Linked DNA regions of Rattus norvegicus: region 2 is linked to region 1. Evidence: chromatin contacts called from public Hi-C data. All regions are on one chromosome and are shown on one strand. Each heading gives the region's core, a stretch centred on a gene start, on an enhancer-like site or on the middle of the called end of the contact. The rest is flanking DNA. Distances are from core to core; before and after follow the strand shown.

Region 1 (4,453 bases), core at 1,457-3,956:
TCCTTTCTTCCCTCCCTAGCATACATTACCATGCAAGCCTCCTTCCAAATATAGAAAGAGAAAAAACAATCCAAGAACTCCAGATGTAATGACTGCAATTTTTACTGACTTAAATATGATAATTGCATGGACCTTACTTAGCGATTTTGTGTGTCTATAAAGGTTGTTTTAGAACAAAGAGGCTAACACCTTTTCTTCTTTGAGTATGATACTTGCATCAAAATCACGACAAAGGTCATGACCTTGAGGTGTGTAAACCAGGTGCATAAGGCAGCTCATCTCCCACCTTGCCAGTGGTCCTGATGCTTGCAACTGGCTATGCATCAACTTTAAGTGCTTCTTACTATGCAGTGAAACATCTTATAAACTCCACAAGCACGATTTTGCTCAGAGACCAATGCAAGCCTCGTGTTAATGTTCAGCACTGGGGAAAACAGCAAAGAATAGAATTTCTAAGACTAAGCGGGCTAAGTCTTTAAGTAAAATAACATCCATCTTTTCTCCCTTGTGCAGAGGGCCAAGACCACCACTGAGGGACAAGTGACTTCGTTTATCCCCTAACATTGATGACTCCCTGTCTTGAAGTGAGCAGAAGCAAGAATCTGGAAAAGCAATTATAGCCCTGCCTTTAATCTGCCTTCATATGGCATCCTTTAAAAATGTTTTGAAATGCTGTGACTGACAACAAGTATGGACTTAAGAAACAGATAAATGTATTCCTTTTAAACATCATCTCGTGGTCCAGAAAGGAGCATCAGGAAAATTTTAACTGTTTCTTCTAAAGAGTTACAGTAAAACTTGGAGCTTAATACATACTTTTTTAAATTCACCTTACATCCAGTTCACTGCCCCCATCCCAGTCATCCCCCTCCTGTAATTCTTTCCCACAACCCCCTCCCCCTTCTCCTCTGAGCAGGTGGAGGCCCCCCTGGGTATCCCCAACCCTGGCACATAAAGTCTCTTCGAGGCTAGGCACATCCTCTCCCACTGAAGCCAGACAAGGCAGCCCAGCTAGAAGAACTTATTCCCTGGATAGTTTTCGGAATAGTCCTCCTTCAGTTGTTCGGGACCCACATGGAAACCAAATTACACATCTGCTAGCTATGTGCAGAGAGGCCTAGGTCCAGACTGTGTATGCTCTTTGGCTGGTGGTTCAGTCTTGGAGAACCCTAAGGGTCCAGGTTAGTCTGTTGGTCTTCCTGTGGAGTTCCTATCCCCTTCATGGCCTCAATCCTTCCTCCTATTCTTCCATAAGAGTTCTCAAGTTCCATTCACTGTTTGGCTGTGGGTATCTGCATCTGCCTCAGTCAGATGCTGGGTGGAGCCTCTAAGAGGACAACCATGCCAAACTCCAGTTTGCAAGCATAACAATGTGTGGGCTGCCCACTGTCTCCCTATTTATTCTTTATAGTACTTCAAGCTCTAGCCAGAGCAATAAGGAGGTCAAGTGGATACAAATCGGAAAGGAAGACGTCAAAGTATCGATATATTCGGATGATATGATAGTATAAATAAATAAGTGACTCCCAAAATTCTTCCAGAGAACCCCTACAGCTGATAATTTTTGCAAAGTGACTGATACAAAATTAACTCAAAGAAATCAGTAGACCTCCTTTAATACATACTTTTAAAAGTACTTGGGGGGTTGGGGATTTAGCTCAGTGGTAGACCGCTTACCTAGCAAGTGCAAGGCCCTGAGTTTGGTCCCCAACTCCGGAAAAAAAGAAAAAAAGAAAGAAAGAAAGATAAAAGTACTTGGGAAACCAGGAGTGGGACACTAAATTCACAACTAGCGGAATGTCTGTGGCTGAGGGCAAGATTGGGGTGGGTGGGGTAAGAGCCAAATACAACCAAAGATAAGGAGTCACGACTTCCTGCAGTTTCTGTGCCGCAGAGTTTTGGTTTCTTCTGCCTGCTTCTCTTTACTGAACCATTCTGTATGCCAAGATCTCCTAAGAAGACGTTTCTCCCCATCTATAATTTTAACAACTGTTGCAAAACACGCCAAGCTTCCCCTTTCATTTTCCTCCCTCTGTGGGGAAGGAAGGGAACCATCCCACCTGAAAAGATAAAGATTTCGTCCTTTCTGCTTCTGATGAAATCGCCCTGCAATTGGTGTGAAGTTCGGGAGAAGGTGTGGCCTGCACTGCACTTTACAAAACTAGGCCAATATGACCCGGAGGGAAATTCTGATAGCCCAGGAACTCCCCACCACTACCACTAAGGAAATCTCAAAACTCGAGGGGATATCCCCAGTAACCTCTGAGGGTCACCTTTAGAAATTACTCAGAGCCAAGAACAAGCAAGCAAGAAATCTCCCCAGAAGCGAAAGAACTGATCCTGAGGCTAGAGGGATACAGGGTAAGAGGTGTGGGGGAATTGACAATGTCCTCTCCTGCCACCCTGAGAATACCTGCCTCTCAGTGCCTCCTGACGGGTCCAGCATCATCCTGTCCCCCCGCCGCGCTTGAAACAGGACACCGGTTTCCCTCCCGGAGGCGAGCGCACGTCTAGGAGCCCAACAGTAGCACCAGCTAGCCAGTGCTCCCTCAGAAAACCGGTGTGCAGGTGATCAAGCTAGCCCTGGCTCTACGCCACCCTGCCACCCTGGCCGCCGTACCTCGGATATAGGCGCACTTGCCCTCATCCAGTTGGCTGGAGGCTGAGCCGCCCATGGCCGCGGTGCTGCACCGGAGGCAGAGGACTGACACCAACTGCGCCTGCTGCTTGCAGCTGAAGGTGGATGTGACAGGGAACTGGCTCTGTAATTAAAGGGCCAACTTCCTTGAGAGGCGTCGCCGGCCCGGGCGCCTCCTCCAAGCCCGCGCCCTCGGAAGATGTGTGGGCTGGCCCGGGGGCTGTCTTCCCGCCCTCGCTGCGCCGTTGAGCCACGGGGGCTGTCCTAGGAGCTCCAGGGACAGCTCAGAGTAAAAGGGCTTTCCTCCTCCTCCTCGAGGCTGACTTTTCACCAGTTTCAGGACAGCCCAGACACATGGTGGAGGATTCTCTTCCAGGTGGCTGTAAACTTCCCCCAGCTGGACCGGTACAGTCCCACCAGCTGGAGGTCAGGATCCCATTTCTCTTCCTGTTTGCCAGCACCTGTCTACAGATCACCCCCACCCCTACTGCCATCCCCCGGAATTCCCTTGCAGGGAAGTGTAGGAACCATGGAGAGTCAAACCTTCTTATAACCAAGAAGTTTGATTTGGGAGAAGGGAAGTGAAGGTGAAGCAGAGAAGAGAAATAGAGAAGCTAGAGAAAGCACCAAGATACACTCTAAGGTCTGAACCTGCCTAAGACTCCAGGAAGTCTGTCCTGACACCTTGAGGTTCCAGTCGTCCTACCACACGGTTTCTAATAGGCAAGGACACTGTCTCTTCAGCTTGGCAACCCCAGGCACCAACAGCCTGGGCAGAGGGCTCACCCCGATTTCTTTCTGTATAGTGGCCAAGATTTTAACAATTCCTATCAACTTAGCCAGGCTTTTAAGTCCTCTTTAGAGGACTTTAGGGCTTCTCCCCACCTTCCTCTAAAGATAAGTCACCAGAACTTCCACAGAAATACTTCTCATAGCTTACACATTGAGTCTCTCACACTCTGCATACCAGTTCATCAATAAAATCCTCTCAATGTCCATCAAATTCTTACATTCTTCTCATTTCTCACATTGAGCCTTGCAACAGCCTAATCAGTCTCCAGGCTTCAAAGAAAAAGCCTCAGGGATGGAGGACTTCCCCCTCTCAATTACCAGAGTTCCTGTCCCTGCTCTCTAGGTTCCAGTCCCAGTGACACTCACTCCCCTGCGCCAAGGAGAACCACTTACCCACTTGCTCACTTTTACTCTCTGGCTGCCTCGTCCACTCAACTCTTACAGGCTAACATCTCTGTGCTTGTGAACAGAGTACTGGCATAGCAGTCCGGAAGCTCTGGGTTTGTTTCTCCACACCTCACAAGCAAGGTGTGTCAGTGCAATTCCAGCACTCTGGGGGGTGAATGCAGGAGGAGTGGGAGGCCACCTTGGGCTACATGAAACCCGAATCAAAAAGAAAAAAAGAAAAAAGAAAAGAAAGGAAAGGAAGGAAGAATGGAAGAAAAAAAGGAAAGCTAACATCTCAAAGAGACTTCTTTCAAATCCTTCCTAAACACCAGCCACCCAGCCATTTACTCCCAGGACTCAGGAGGCAGAGGCCGGCAGATCTCTGAGTTCAAGGCCAGCCTGGTCTACTACAGAATGGGTTCCAGGACAGCCAGGACTATACAGAGAAACAGTGTCTCAAAACAACAACAAATATACAAACAAACCGAACAAAAAAGTTTAAGTTTAAGGGCTGCACTCAGTAAAAACCGAGGTCTCAGTGAATACAGAGTGCTTCTGGGTAACCACTCAGTGGTTTATACTGCCCAGTGTCAGACTCCTCGTCAGTATTATAGCTGCTGGGGCTGGCGAGATGTA
Region 2 (4,356 bases), core at 1,554-4,053, 88 kb before region 1:
TTTTTTCGGAGCTGGGGACCGAACCCAGGGCCTTGCGCTTCCTAGGCAAGCGCTCTACCACTGAGCTAAATCCCCAACCCTCAGTGACTCTTTAGATGTACCGGTAGCCAAATGTCAGATCGGGGGGGCTAAAGCAAAATGGGAGAGGCTTCTATAATAGGTTTCTGATCCCATACCACAACATTATCAGTTTGTGGATGGAGGAAGCCAGTGTCTGTTCTAGTACATTCCCAAAGTTCCTCATGGCAGTCACAAGGGGGTTAACCTAGACTCAAAGGTGGATAACAAACGGTCACGAAGGAGTCTAAAGATATCTCAAGATTATGTGGCCCTGATCCTGCAACGTTCCAATTCTCTGCAAGATTTTAATCAGTCTTGGGAAACTTTAGTGTGGCTTTTCTCTGGAAACTTCAATTCACAGGAGCACGAGCTTTGACGTCACACAGCCTGGGTTTAAAATTGTATTGAACCAGCTGTCGGAACTGCTACATCAGAGACCTCATGTGCACACTGAGAAGGACGCAATTAACAGCAGCACCTGCGTCATCCTGCCTTGAGGCGTCAACAAAATGCTTTCCCACTTACTGCACGATAGGCCAGAAAGTGACTTTATCTGGAAAGGAAGTCCTTGCAGACCGACTTAGGTAAACTGAGGTCATTCTGAAACAGGCTAGCCCCGCCCCGCTCTATCTGGTGTGACTGGTGTTTTTAAAGGGATCAGCAAGATGATTCCCTTGGTAAAGGTACTTGCCAAACACCCAAGTCCCGTGCCCAGGACCCACGTGGAAGGAGAGCACCAGCTACTTGCCGTCTTCTAACTTCCACACGCTCCATACACAAGTAAATAAATAGGTGTGTAAATAAATGTAGGGGTCAGAGGTGAAGGAGGGGGACATTCAGACACTGACACAGTTGTGGATGTAAACACAAACACTGGCACAAGGGAAATGCTACATTGAAGACAAAGGCAGGTCTCAGGGAAGCTTCCGAGAGCCAAGGAGAAAAGCCTGGAATGGGCCCCTCTCACAGAGTGAAAGGGAGGTGCACCAGGATTTAGTCGCTTCTAAAACTAGATACAACTTTCCAGAGCAGAGGTCACCCAGCTACAGTAACCCTGGCAAACTAATACAGAAACCCAAAAAGGACCTTGGAGTGATTAGAAAGTGTTATCAGCACCTAAGAAAACTCTCAGCTAAGATACATTCTTACAAGACCCCAGGATACCAAAGACAAAGAGAGACCTTTGTTTTTCTTAGTGAAGCAGGCTGGCCTAGACTTGCTATGTAACAGAGACTGGCCTTGAACTCTTGATCCTCCTGCCTCTACATTCACATGGGCTGGGGCGTGAGCCTCCACACTCAGCTGAGAAAATGTTTTTGAAATAAAATTATTCCCAAAAGAGCAATTAAACTGACAGCAAATGTTTTCTTCTGCCTCACTGAGGAACGCTAGATGACGGCAGAGGACAGTCTTCGCCGTGACGACCGAAAGACAACAGCCGCTCCAGAATTCCATATGTAGTGAAAAGAAATAGAACCGTGCGGTAGTCCTAAACAATTTATAAATGTAAGTCACTGGCTTAAAATCTTTCCTCAGAAAGAGCCCTGAGAGGGACTACACCAAGGCCCCAGCCCTGGCTGAGGAGCTGTGAGCAGCTAGCTGATGGTTTGCTGAAGGGGCAGTTACTTTTCTGGAGTTGGGTGGGGACGACACCTGATAGATGGCACAGTCTGCAGTGGGTGAGGTCACACTGTGCCCACATGGGCAACACTAATTGGACTCAGTGGATTAAAATAAATAAGGACATGAAGTTGGGGAGGGGAATGGATAGGGGGGACCCTGGGAGAAGGTGAAGGATGAGACGAGGGTAGATATTATCAAGATACAGAACATGCGTCTATGAACTTGTCAAAGAAATATAAGTTATTATTTTTTAAGAAGAGAGTTAAGCTAACATACATTCATGTAAAAGGTTTACCAGATACTAAATGTGAACAATTCCAGTCTTACCTAAACTACTTTTTATTGTAAAAAAAAAAAATGAGGCAAGAGGAGCAAGAATGTTTTCTAACTTTCTTTAGGGAGCACGGTTAGTTCAGGATCTAACCCAGGGCCTCATGCTCGACGACTAAGTTATACGCATGCCCAGCCCTCCGGTCCATTTTGTAAAAGCATAAATGACCTTAAGAGTCAGACCTTAGAATCTCATTAACCAACTGGAAGCTTACATACCAAATACCCTCACGAACATAGATGAGAGGAAAATTCCTTAAGATATCAATAAGCGAAATAAAAATCAAACTCCTATAAACAAGAACTATTGGAAAGTCCTCACAGTGGCTTTCTGAAAAACACATGGGAACACCCCAGGTCCCTGTCAACAGCTAACTGAGTCTTAGAAATTACAGCATATTAGTACAGTGGACTAGCTTTAGCACAGAACGTCAGTGGCTGGTACAAGCAATCATGCAAGCGCAGAACATTAATAAAGAGATCATGGGAGAAGACGTGGTCAGATGCTGTGTGGATAAGGTTTAAAGCACGCTAAATGAGATTAGGCTACTATGGAGAAAAACAGCACTAAACCACCCAGGGTGGCCTGTGGTGGGAGGAAGGACGGAGAAAAGACAGCTAGAGGCATCAGCGTTAACGCAATGCTCCTAACACCTGCTGAATAGGTCACCGCATTGTTTCATATACTCAACATTTAACATAAAAGCCTCTAAACAACTACTAGGAGGAGTCACAGCTCCTGGTCAGGGCTCTTCCTCCCTCACCCTCCAAATCTATTCACAGCACGGGACGAGGAATGTACAGCTCAGCATTCCACAGTGTACCAGGACTTCCTCCAAGTTCTCCTAAGCGCTGATTTCTAAAAGAAACATATGCCAAATAGAATCCGTTCATAATGCTCACCACACTGCCACACGAGGCAGCCGCCACACAATCTCTCACTCTGAGTGAGTTTCAGTCTTAACATGTCCTAACTACAAGTTTAAAAAAAAAAAAAATAGAAAACTATTCAAACTTTCCTACAGGCAATAATAATATAAAAAAATAAATCCATTGATTTTTGGAATATACCCAATCTTAATGGTGTAAGACTTTAAATGAACTCTTTCAATTCGTTGCTTGGTTAATTGTTTGTGTTATTGGTCTGATTGGTAAGCCTTAACTATTATAATGACATTGTTTTAGACCTTCATGCCAAGATAACTCTTTAGCTCAGCAGAAGTGGGAAAGAGTGGCTGCTGCCCCAGGAATGATACTGTTTGACAAGAAGTATTCAAATGTAATTCCCTGGCAAAGTGGCTTTAGGCACCAAGGCTTCAGAGGCCAAGAAACCCAAGCCTGTGCTGGGGAAATGACCTCGAATGCCCAAGCAGCACAGTTCGAGTATTCTAGCTTCTGGGGGAGACCTCCCTTCCCCTTCCAGCTCTCATGCTGCTTTGAGAACATGAATTTAATTAGAACCAAAAGCAGAAGCTTTATGAAGGCATGTCTGAGATCAATGATATCCACGGTGTTCCAGAGATGCGCACAGTAAGACATTTACATTTAAATTGTATAAAATCGGGTACAGTTACATCCTAACTCTATAACATTTAACCAGCATGCAATCTACACTTATCAAACACTTTATATTCCAGGTCTATGTAAGCTAAGTGATCTGGTCATATTTAACCAGTGGACAGAATAGCAAGGTCAGATCAAATAACACCACTAACCAAGAAACCCACACACTCCAAGTCTCTGAGGACCTTTGTGACTGTTCCAGACTGAGTCACTCACAGGGGGATAAAGGGAAGTATTTGCTATTATAGATTATTAACCACGCCATACAACACACACAAGCAAAACTCAGAGAGAGGGGGTCTGTGCAGAGAGAGCAAGTTTGAGGGATTTTTCTTTAAGAGCACCTCTCCTAAGCCAAGACACTGACATCCTATTTTTAGGAAAGAGTAGTTACCAAACACTTTGTGCCCTGCTTGTAATGGGTGCGTGTGTGTCTGTGTGTGTGTGTGTGTGTGTGTGTGTGTGTGTGTGTGTGTATGTGTGTGTCTGTGTCTGTGTCTGTGTCTGTGTTTTGGAGGTTCACAGCTGTGTGATTGCAAGTCAAAGCATTCAAAGTGCTATTTGTAAAAATTGTGTTTTGGCTGGAGAGATGGCTCAGTAGTTAAGAACACTGATTGATCTTCCAGAGGATCCAGGTTCAAATCCCAGCACCCACATGGCAGTTTATAACTGTAACCAAGATCTGACACCCTCACACAGACATACATGCAGGCAAAACACCAATGCACATAAAATTAAGGGGGGGGGGAAAGCCAGGAAGTGGTGGGCACACATCTTGAA

Evidence for each region. Hi-C and Micro-C count contacts between places; a contact is called where the count stands out from the background.
Region 2: a contact with region 1 is called in a Hi-C map of psoas muscle, with 2.4 times the contacts expected there. The contact joins the enhancer-like site here to the promoter of Niban1 in region 1. A contact is called at or near these places in 2 of 12 Hi-C or Micro-C datasets (Schwann cells and psoas muscle).

What each region holds. Positions count from the first base shown.
Region 1 is chr13:66,222,472-66,226,924 of GRCr8, reverse strand. It overlaps Niban1 (niban apoptosis regulator 1), which reads right to left and starts at 2,706. Exons shown (of 14, transcript NM_022242.2): 1 at 2,621-2,706. The coding sequence starts at 2,675.
Region 2 is chr13:66,310,353-66,314,708 of GRCr8, reverse strand. All of the region lies in intron 5 of Niban1 (niban apoptosis regulator 1), which reads right to left. Among named protein-coding and RNA genes, the nearest start is that of Niban1, 88 kb to the right of the region's middle. Within about 2 kb of position 2,803, at least 7 of the 93 cell types and tissues checked have an H3K27ac peak or open chromatin away from gene starts, as enhancers often do.